Linked DNA regions of Zea mays: region 2 is linked to region 1. The links are chromatin contacts, called in public Hi-C maps. All regions are on one chromosome and are shown on one strand. The core of a region is the stretch at or near the end of the contact, and the rest is flanking DNA. Distances in the headings are between cores, read along the strand shown.

What was found. A called contact is a pair of places that touch in the nucleus more often than the background predicts.
Region 2: a contact with region 1 is called in a Hi-C map of tassel, with 4 times the contacts expected there. The contact joins the enhancer-like site here to the promoter of LOC100384592 in region 1. A contact is called at or near these places in 2 of 25 Hi-C or Micro-C datasets (ear and tassel).

What each region holds. Positions count from the first base shown.
Region 1 is chr9:35,941,551-35,946,326 of Zm-B73-REFERENCE-NAM-5.0, reverse strand. It overlaps LOC100384592, which reads left to right and starts at 1,371. Exons shown (of 7, transcript NM_001397525.1): 1 at 1,371-1,527; 2 at 1,607-1,690; 3 at 1,788-1,973; 4 at 2,987-3,157; 5 at 4,690-4,776. The coding sequence starts at 1,425.
Region 2 is chr9:36,268,936-36,274,099 of Zm-B73-REFERENCE-NAM-5.0, reverse strand. No RefSeq gene overlaps it. Among protein-coding and RNA genes, the nearest start is that of LOC111590253, 40 kb to the right of the region's middle. Within about 2 kb of position 2,574, at least 19 of the 20 cell types and tissues checked have an H3K27ac peak or open chromatin away from gene starts, as enhancers often do. A contact at or near this core is called in ear and tassel, where this site is marked.

The sequences.
Region 1 (4,776 bases), core at 122-2,621:
AACATAATTGTGGGCCTGGGTCTGGCACGACCCAATGTGTGGCCCGTGCCTGGGCCTCAAGTCAAACCCACGGGCCGGCCTGGCACGACCCATTTAACTAAGGCCCATCGAAGCACACTAAACATAGACTTAGTATTTAACTAAGGCATGTCAAAGCACATAGGACTAACACAACTTGGAGAATCCAGAGCTTCAATGGGCCTTCGAAGGCAAGACGGGGATAGTGATGATGATCATTGTATATGTATTTCTTATGGTTGTATAGTACTCAACTAAATATTGAACAGAGAACTAAATATTATTTCTGAGCTAGTTGTAGTCTTTCTTCTTTCTGACCAAAGGTAATAACGTGACAACCACAAAATAGCTATTGGTCATTTTATATATTATATACTTTATGTTTATGTATTATTGTTGTATGTATATGGGCTGTTCTGGCACACTAAGATATTCTAGGCTATTTGGGCTGGTCTGGCATACATAACTAATTGTGGGTCGTGCTGTGGGCCGACGGCTGAGCCCAGTGCTGGCACGACACGACCCATAATTGGTGATATGCTTTTGTGGGCTTGTGTCGTGCCCGTCACACCAGCCCACATGTACAGGTATAGCGAGTAATAAGAGCAGTGGCGGCCAGCGGGTGAGAGCGTCACCGGCAGACATAGGGATGGCAACGGGTTTGAAACCCGTGGGTAGAGGGTTTTCAAACCCGCATCCGTGGGTTTGCTATTAAACCCACACCAGTATCCGTTACACATGACGGGTACAATATGCTACTCATATCCGCTACCCGCGGGTGCCACAAATCCATAGGTATTTTCGCGGGCATATAATTATAATTATAATTTTATATATATATATATATATATATATATATATATATATATATATATATATATATATATATATATATATATATATATATATATATATTACGGGTATGTGGGTTTACCGGCACGGGTATAACATTTTCATATCCACGAGGAAAAACCTATCGAATTGAAAATCAAATTCATAGCGGTATCCACGGTTATAAACTCACTCAAATCTGCACCATATAGGGTTTTTAGCTATGGACACGCGGATAAAATGATAAAATGTGCTCGTTAAGCAGACCCCTCGTCGTCTCTCTCGTCACTCTTCCCTCCCTCGTCGCTTATACGCCTTCTCTGTCTCCCTCTTGCGTCTCTCTTCCCTCCTTTTCCACCCAGCGACGGCGAGCGGGAAATGCCGGGCCCCAAAAGAGGCCGCATCCTTGGTGCTTTCTGAACCTTCTTTACTTTGTCCCCAAATGGCCTCCTCGCCCTCTTCACGTTTCCCTTCACCATAAGCACAGGCACCACTCCCCCCCTGCAAGCTCCTCCCTCTCTCGGCTCTTGGTTCTTGCATTACTCTGTCAGCCCAGAGGCAGAGCAAGTAAGCAAATGGTTGCTATGGCGGCGCCAGGGCGAGTGGCGCTCCTGGCCGCCGCACTCCTGTTCGGCGCCTTCTTCCCATCCGCGTTCGCCACGTCCTCGTACCCCGCAAGTGAGCTCCTTCTGCGGCCCCACCGTCTCGTTCGCTGCGCTTCCTTTGCTGATTAGTCTTATTCCACGTCGGATGGCAGGGCTTGCGGGCAGGCTCCTGTCCACCACGGCGTCGGCGGTGGCCAAGCAGCTGTGGTCGCTCAAATCGGCCGCCACCAAGACGGGTAATCGCCGGACCGTGGCGTCGTCTTTTCCCTCTCTGATTCTTGTTTCCTCACCGGGTGTGCCTGCTCTTCCGGTCTCTGGCGGTGTCGGCGGCAGCGACGGCGTCCGTGGCGGGGCGGTCCATGGTGCGGTACGAGGGCGGGTACGCGGTGGACACGGTGTTCGACGGCAGCAAGCTGGGGATCGAGCCGCACGCCGCCCAGATCAACCGCGCCGGCGACCTCCTCCTGCTCGACTCCATCAACAGCAACATCTACAGGGTCCAGCTGCCGTTGTCACCATGTGAGCACGCTCTGCCTCCGACCACTCCCTGTCCTTTTCAGGTTTTCCAGTCTTCATGGGATTCTGCTTCCCTCGATGATGCTTCCCTCGGTGATGTGAGTAGTTAGGGAGGGAGTTATTGGTGGTGGTTGGTAGGGGCTGATGTTGCATGCTGACTTCATCAAGCGCTGTTCCTCGATTGCGAAATGCCTACTATTTTGTTCATTGCTATAGTATGGACAATATGAAATAATAGCTGTTTGCGATCGTTCCCCATGTTTATGGAACCATCGTTCTCGTGCAGGTTTTTTTTTCTCCTTCACTTCCCTTTGTTGATGTGCTGGTTTACTTCCTCACGTTTCCTATAGCACAGGTGCCTGGAATCAAGGATTGAGAAGAGAAAGTAGATGTATAGTGCTGGTTTTCTAGATGGTTAGACTTAAGGTGTTGTTTAGTTCACCAAATGTAACATAAATAGCAACGGTAATGATTCACGTTCGATTACCAGCGGTAACAAGTTTGGATATGACGGTATTAGTTTCTAGTGTGGTATCTGATTACTGTTGGATTTAAACAAACATGGTTTAACGTTATCGATTACTGTTCACGTTACAAATATATGAATCAAACGACATCTAAGACCTAATGGCTGCTATCATCGCCTGAAAAACCCTTCAAAATCAGGCATATGAGAAATCAGCTCCCTTACTTCCTGTTTCACATATCAGAAGTTGAGCAAATAGACCTCTTCACTAGGAAAAATGTTTCTATGATTTGGTTCCCTTAAATTGTTAGCAATATCTCCTGTCTCATCTCATGTCACTAAAGGTAGGTACAATTGGAAATTTTACACTGTACCTCCACTATGAGCAAATGCTATGTCAGTCTCACTTCCCTCACTGCAACAAGACGACTTTTATTTTAGGATAGTGATGAAGTTGCCATTCATGTTTTTTTAGCATGAGATGCTTCCCAGATTATATCCAAGCAATCAGAATCTGATGGATCTTCTGAAATTGGATTCAACAATGCAGATAGCAGACCAAAGCTCCTTGCTGGTTCTCCAGAAGGTTTATCTGGCCATGTTGATGGAAGACTGCGAGAAGCGAGGATGAACCATCCTAAGGGGTTCACTGTGGATGATAGGGGCAACATTTATGTTGCAGATGCTATGAACATGGCAATAAGAAAGATCAGTGACACAGGTAAACTAAATGGCCCATTTGGAAGTATTGTTTCTCCAGCAGTTATTTAGTACTACATTCATTCATAAATATATGACGCCGTTGACTTTTTAAAAAACCTTTAATCACTCGTCTTATTCAAAATATTTATTCGAAAATGTAAAATTTTTAGCCACGCTCAAACGACTTTGAGTGATAAAACAAATCACTACAAAATAAATAGAGTAGTTGATACGTAGAGTAGATTGTGGTGGAAGGATATCTAACCAGCATTCTACTCTCGGCTCTTGATTAGGGGTAGATAACGAGCCAGCCAGTGGCGGGTCTATATGCAAACAAGGGTATTCAATTGAATACTCATTATTTTTGGCAAAACAAATATATATATATATATATATATATATATATATATATATATATATATATATATATATATTATGTATATAAGCTAAAATATTATAAAAAGCATAAAATCATACTATTTTACAGCTATTTTGTCTAAACTTTGGTTTTCACTAGCATTCTTTATTTCTGTACCGTTCAACCGATCATACAGTACAGTAGTGTGATTTTAGATTGTCAAAAAAAATATGTTCTACCAAAATTTTGAATACTCATACTTGAAATTCTGGGCTCGCCTCTGGAGCCAGCTCGACTCGGCTCGTCCGAGTTCGAGCTGGCTCGTTAAGGTAACGAGCCACAGAGTCAGCTCGGCTCGGCTCGGCTCGTTTATGAGCTCGAGCTGACTCGTTTAGCTCGCGAGCCAGAGCATAAAAAATAAAATATATATAATAATTATTTTTTAGTTAATTTCAAACTAATTTAACAATAGAAAATAGTAATTATACTCATAGTTTCACAAACCACGTCAATATAACACCAAATTAGCATAATTCATCGTTCATTAATTCACAATTCACATACATGTTTATCAGTTTAACCCATAATTATATTTGTATAGACCAAATTAACACATAGACATAGTTCATTAATTATTAGTTTAATTCATAAGCCATAGACACCTCACATATATATAACATGTTCACCAATTATTCTGTAAATGATACACATATAGTTTCGTTTTGTTGGAATATGCTAGCTCGTTTAGCTTGCGAGTTGGCTTGTTAACGAACCGAGCTAGAATGTCAGCTCAGCTCGTGAAAAATTCAAACGAGCCGATCCGATCCGAGCCAAGCTGACCATGAACCGAGCGAGCCAGCGAACCACGAGCATTTTGTCCAGCCCTACTCTTGATTAGCAATATAATTTGGTTCAAATTTCTACAATTATTTGACCTTCACTGAATCACTGTTGGTTTTTTATGTCTAAATCCTTTTAGCATATTCATGTTTCTCTTGTAACTAATTTCCTTCGGAATAAACTATTCAATCTACTTTCTTCAGTAGAGATTACCAATCTTTATTCTAAATTTCTAATTGAATCTGGCTTTAGGGAAAATTTCTTTGGATCTTCTTGTGGAGATATCTATTGTAAATATCCTTGTTTATTTTATTGTCGATTAAGTTCTTGACAAACTGTATTATAATATTTAGGGGTTACAACCATTGCTGGGGGGAAATCAATTAGAGGAGGGTACATAGATGAGCCCAGTGTCAGTGATGATGCAAAATTCTCAACCG
Region 2 (5,164 bases), core at 1,325-3,824, 330 kb before region 1:
CGATACCTATGTAAAAATGTCTACATATCAATGGGAGTTTGTATCACTATCACATTTAAACATTTGCATTTATATTATGTTACCTTGGTTATATGCTTTACCTTCCTAGTGGATAAGTTTGAAACCTAGATTGCATAACTCTTTGTGGTAACACTTAGTCAAAATCATAGTTGCACTTAGTCAAAACTTGTTGGCGTAGCAATTCCATGATAATTGTTTTGTGCAACAAACAAAGAAAAATTTATAAGTTATATGGCAATTGTGAAATCATGCCTGATCAAAATATTATGTTAGCTAACATTAAAACATTGTGATAATTTGTTATTGTCATCGCAAAGTGATTTACATGCTTTTGGGACATAATACATGTGTACAAACATGTGGCTTTGATTAACATTGGATTGTGCATATGTGTTTCATGCACATGCTATTGTTGTAACACACTCGATAGATTAACCTTAAGTCAAGTCACGGACTTGTGCTCATACATGGTTACATGTGTTGTTCATGTGCATATGTTGCTTAAGGTCGAACATGGTCGGTGACATGATGAAACTAGTTTTAGGAGGAACTGAGGTTTACTAGTAGAAAAGATCTCTAAGCCTGTGGTGGGGTTTAGAGATACATGTGTTGTTTTATTTTTATAGGCGATTTCAGTTTTCAAGAGCCAATGGTATTTCTAGTGGTGGTTTCTTAAGAAAACCGCCTGTGGAAATCATATTTCCATAGACGGTTTTCTTAAGAAACTGCCACTAAAAATTATTTTTGTCCAGATTTTTTTTGAGTTTCCAAATGATCTCATATGAAAACACCACCAACATAAAAAAGTTATAGATCTCTAAAAGTTACGAAACTTTTTAGCTGATAATATTTTTATTTGAAATCATTTCGGCTCTCAAAAATTACATCTAAATTTGTCATATTTAAAGTCCAAATTTTGCAAACAACCTCGGATGAGAAAAGTACCAAAATAAAAGTTGCAAGACTTCAAAAAGTTATGAAACTTTGTAGTTGACAACATTTTCGTTTGAATTCATTTAAAGCCTCAAATAGTTAATTTATACTCAGATGTTCTAATATGTGGACAACAAAACCGCAATATAGACACGAAGTAAGTGATAGGTGGAGTGGTAGAGGGGCTATACACGAGGGTGAGGTCTTGGGGTTTGATTCCCTCCAACCATGTAGCACACGAATTTTGAGCGAAAAATTTTGTGACTTGCGACTTGAACTGAGATGGGCGGCGGGCGGGGCCTGGGTTGTGAGGCCTCCCCTAATAAAAATAGTTTTTTTACTATTTTTAAAACCCATTTTCCTAAAAAAGATTACCTCGACCGTTAGTGGAAATCGATTTCCACTAGCGATTTTTTAGCCCAATCGCCGGTGGAAATCGATTTCCACTGCCGATTCTCAGTTATCTGTCTGTATACAAATAATTTTTTCTATTGACCCCTAGCATAGCAGGTTCTGAAAACGTCAATGTAAATAGGTTCACAACCGTCTCTATAGAGCTTCTCTGTACTAGTGGTTTTAGGACTAAATTTAGAGAGAAATTGATGTCATATTGGCTAAGATATCACGCGAGATATTCGAGCTTAAGAACACTGCAAATAGAGAAGGACAGTGTGTTTGAGCTTAAGAACACTGCAAATTAATAATTAAGAATGATATAAATACATGACATATGAACGTTCGGGTATTTCAGGTATCTGATTATACCCAAATTATCCGAAATAAATACGGGTTTTGCAAGTTGCTACACGAAATTTCTGAATAAAATTTAGGTTTCGAGTATTTCAGGTTCGAGTTCAGGTATTCTGATTTTAGGTTTTGGGTTACGGATTTTTTTGTCCATCCCTAGTCGTAAACGGCTTGTAATTTGGAAGTAGAGGAAGCAGTGGCAGAGCGTAATTAAAAAATAAGGTATGTTAGGAGGCTGAATTGTTGTTTGTTGGAGAGGGGGAAGCGGGGAGGGCTGCCGCACCGATGCATGGACGCGACGCTTGAGAGTGAGGACGCTGAGGAGGGCTACAACCAAAGACCGGTCACTGATCGCACGGGAGCTAGAGATTGGAGAGGGCGGAGCGCTGTGCTAAGCGGACAAGCCGTGAGCCAAGAAGCAGGCTACAGAGCGGAGCGCTGTGCTAAGCGGACAAGCCGTGAGCCAAGAAGCAGGCTACAGAGCGGATCGTTGTGCTAAGCGGACAAGCCGTGAGCCAAGAAGCAGGCTACGAGCAGAGCTGGAGAGGGGAGCTAGAACGGCGACTGCTGACGACGGAGAAGCGGGTTACGACAACGTGTCGTGTGGCGACTCGGCAAGGTTACATGCAATATTGAATAATACAAGTGGCCTGAGGCAAGGTATGGCGAGAGCCATACTCGGCCATACCGAGCGCTCCGCCGCTGAGACGAAGCATGTGCTAGAAGCAAGCCAGCAACCAGCACGAGCTTGCATGTTGCATGTATGCAGCATGCTTATCTTTTCAGCCTGTACCACATTGGACAGTGCGGCCTGTGCACAGGGACGCTCGCTGCGTGCGTGCGTGTGTCGCCTGGAGGCTGTCGGCCAGGAGCACCAGGCCCAATCGCGCGTGGAAGCTAACGGCCTGGCCCGGGCCGCCTGGAAGCGCCAGGCCCAGTCACGCATGGAGGGTGGCGGCCCAGGCTGGGGCCATGGTCCAGCGCGGGAGGCAGCAGGCCATGGCGGCTGACCAGGCTTTGCGCTGGCCCGAGCTTGTTCGGTTGTTTCTAAGTTAAAGAGATTAAATTTCTCTCTAGTCCAAATTAAATAGAAGAAAATTTCATCCGTTTCGATCTAGAAGCAACCGGATAATCCTTCGTGTGGCTGGTGAGCCGACGAGGAGTTTGTAGTCCGCGCAATGGCAAGGGCGAAGAGCCATCGAGTTTTGCTACCCTAGATCTAGTCTCGATAGACAAAAAAAAATCTTGCTCTAATATACGTACCTGTGCGTGGGTATACTTTCATACTTATACCTAGACCCATCGGGTATTCTATATTCGAAAGGTATCCATACCCATCTAAAGTGGTGGAGTTGTGTCTGTCTGCCAAATTTAGTTTAGGGTGAATGGTGAGTGCCGAGTGGCAACATCTGACCTTCCATCGTCTTTCATCTTGCACGTGTGGGCGTGCGGTTTGGCCACTTGGATTGTACATTAACGAAGATCGTTTCACAGAAGCTTGGAGCCTTGATATGTTTTACTGTTTTAGCTGGTTGTCTGCCTTGCCATGTGTCCCAAGGCCTATGACATGTAGTTGTACTCAAGTCATTGAGCTAGGCTAAAATTTTAGATATTTACCCATGTGTACACATTGCGACCAAACCCATTCCCTAATGGAGTAACTATTTTAGATAGTTGTTTACTATATTCTGTCGAATAGTGGGTTCCCATTACCATCTTTAGTCTGTACTGAATAGGTGTTGAAGTCCTTATAAATATAGAGTAGACTTCCGATTTTATTTACAAAGATTAGAGATAAGATTGTCATTAGATTAGATCTATTACGTGATTAATCTAGAATTTTTTAAGAGTTTGAGGGAGAACTTTGTGGTGCTTTTAGTGGACACTTTTGTACATAAATCTTGATGATTAAAGGATTGATTATGTCATATTAATGCGATAACATTGTTTCTCTCTCTTTGTTGATTAATTTAATTGCATTCTTAGTTATGATTCTAGATTGAATTCTTAACTTCAATTGTTACCGCAATCATTCATACTCTCTGATTGCCTATTCTAGTAGATTTTACAACAATATCTCTGTCGGCGTTTCGAGACCGGGGGTCCCTCGGGCCGACGAGTGAGTGTCGCCGCGTGCCCCAGCCCAGATGGGTCGAGCGCGTGGGCGAGCGCGAAGGGGGAAGGAGCGAGGCGGCCCGCGACCGGCGTGAGAGAGGTGGGAATCTCGCGGCCTTCGTGTTCGTCCCGCGCCCAGGTCGGGTGCGCTTGCAGTAGGGGGTTACAAGCGTCCACGCGGGAGAGGGGAGCGAGTGGCCCCAAGAGAGCGCCTGTCCCGTCCTCGTCCCCGCGCGGCCAACCTTCTCTAAGAGGGCCCTGGTCCTTCCTTTTATAGGCGTAAGGAGAGGATCCAGGTGTACAATGGGGGTGTAGCAGAGTGCTACGTGTCTAGCGGGGGAGAGCTAGCGCCCTAAGTACATGCCGATGTGGCAGCCGGAGAGATTTTGGCACCCAGCTGGTGTGATGTCGTGGCCGTCGGAGGAGCGACGGAGCCTGGCGGAGGGACAGCTGTCGGAGCGGTTGAGTCCTTGCTGACGTCCTCCTGCTTCCGTAAGAGAGCTGAGAGCCGCCGTCGTCACCGAGCATGCGGGGCGCCATCATTGCCTATCTGGCGGAGCTAGCCAGATGGGACACCGGTCTTGTTCTCTGCGGCCCGAGTCAGCTCGGGGTAGGGTGATGATGGCGCTTCCTGTTGACGTGGCTGGCTTGCGCCCTAGGTTGGCGACGTGGAGGGTCCTCCGAAGCCGAGGTCGAGTCTGTCTTCCATGGCCGAGGCCGAGCCCGAGCCCCTGGGTCGGGCGAGGCGGAGGTCGTTCGGCAGAGGCCAGGGTGGAGTCCGAGCCCTGGGGTCGGGCGAAGCGGAGTTCGTCGTCTTCCGGGGCTGAGCCCAAGTCCGAGCCTTGGGTCGGGCGGAGCGGAGTTCGCCGTCTTCTGGGGCTGAGCCCGAGTCCGAGCCCTAGGGTCGGGCGGAGCGGAGTTCGCCGTCTTCCGGGACTTAGCCCGAGTCCAAGCCCTGGGTCGGGCGGAGCGGAGTTCGCCGTCTTCCGGGACCTAGCCCGAGTCCGAGCCCTGGGTCGGGCGGAGCGGAGTTCGCCGTCTTCCGGGACTTAGCCCGAGTCCGAGCCCTGGGTCGGGCGGAGCGGAGTTCGCCGTCTTCCGGGACCTAGCCCGAGTCCGAGCCCTGGGTCGGGCGGAGCGGAGTTCGCCGTCTTCTGGGACCTAGCACGAGTCCGAGCCCTGGGTCGGGCGGAGCGGAGTTCGCCGTCTTCCGGGACCTAGCCCGAGTCCGAGCCCTGGGTCGGGCGGAGCGGAGCTTCCTATGGTGCCTTTGGCAGGGCCTGACTGCCTGTCAGTCTCACTCTGTCAAGTGGCACTGCAGTCGGAGTGGCGCAGGCGGCGCTGTCCT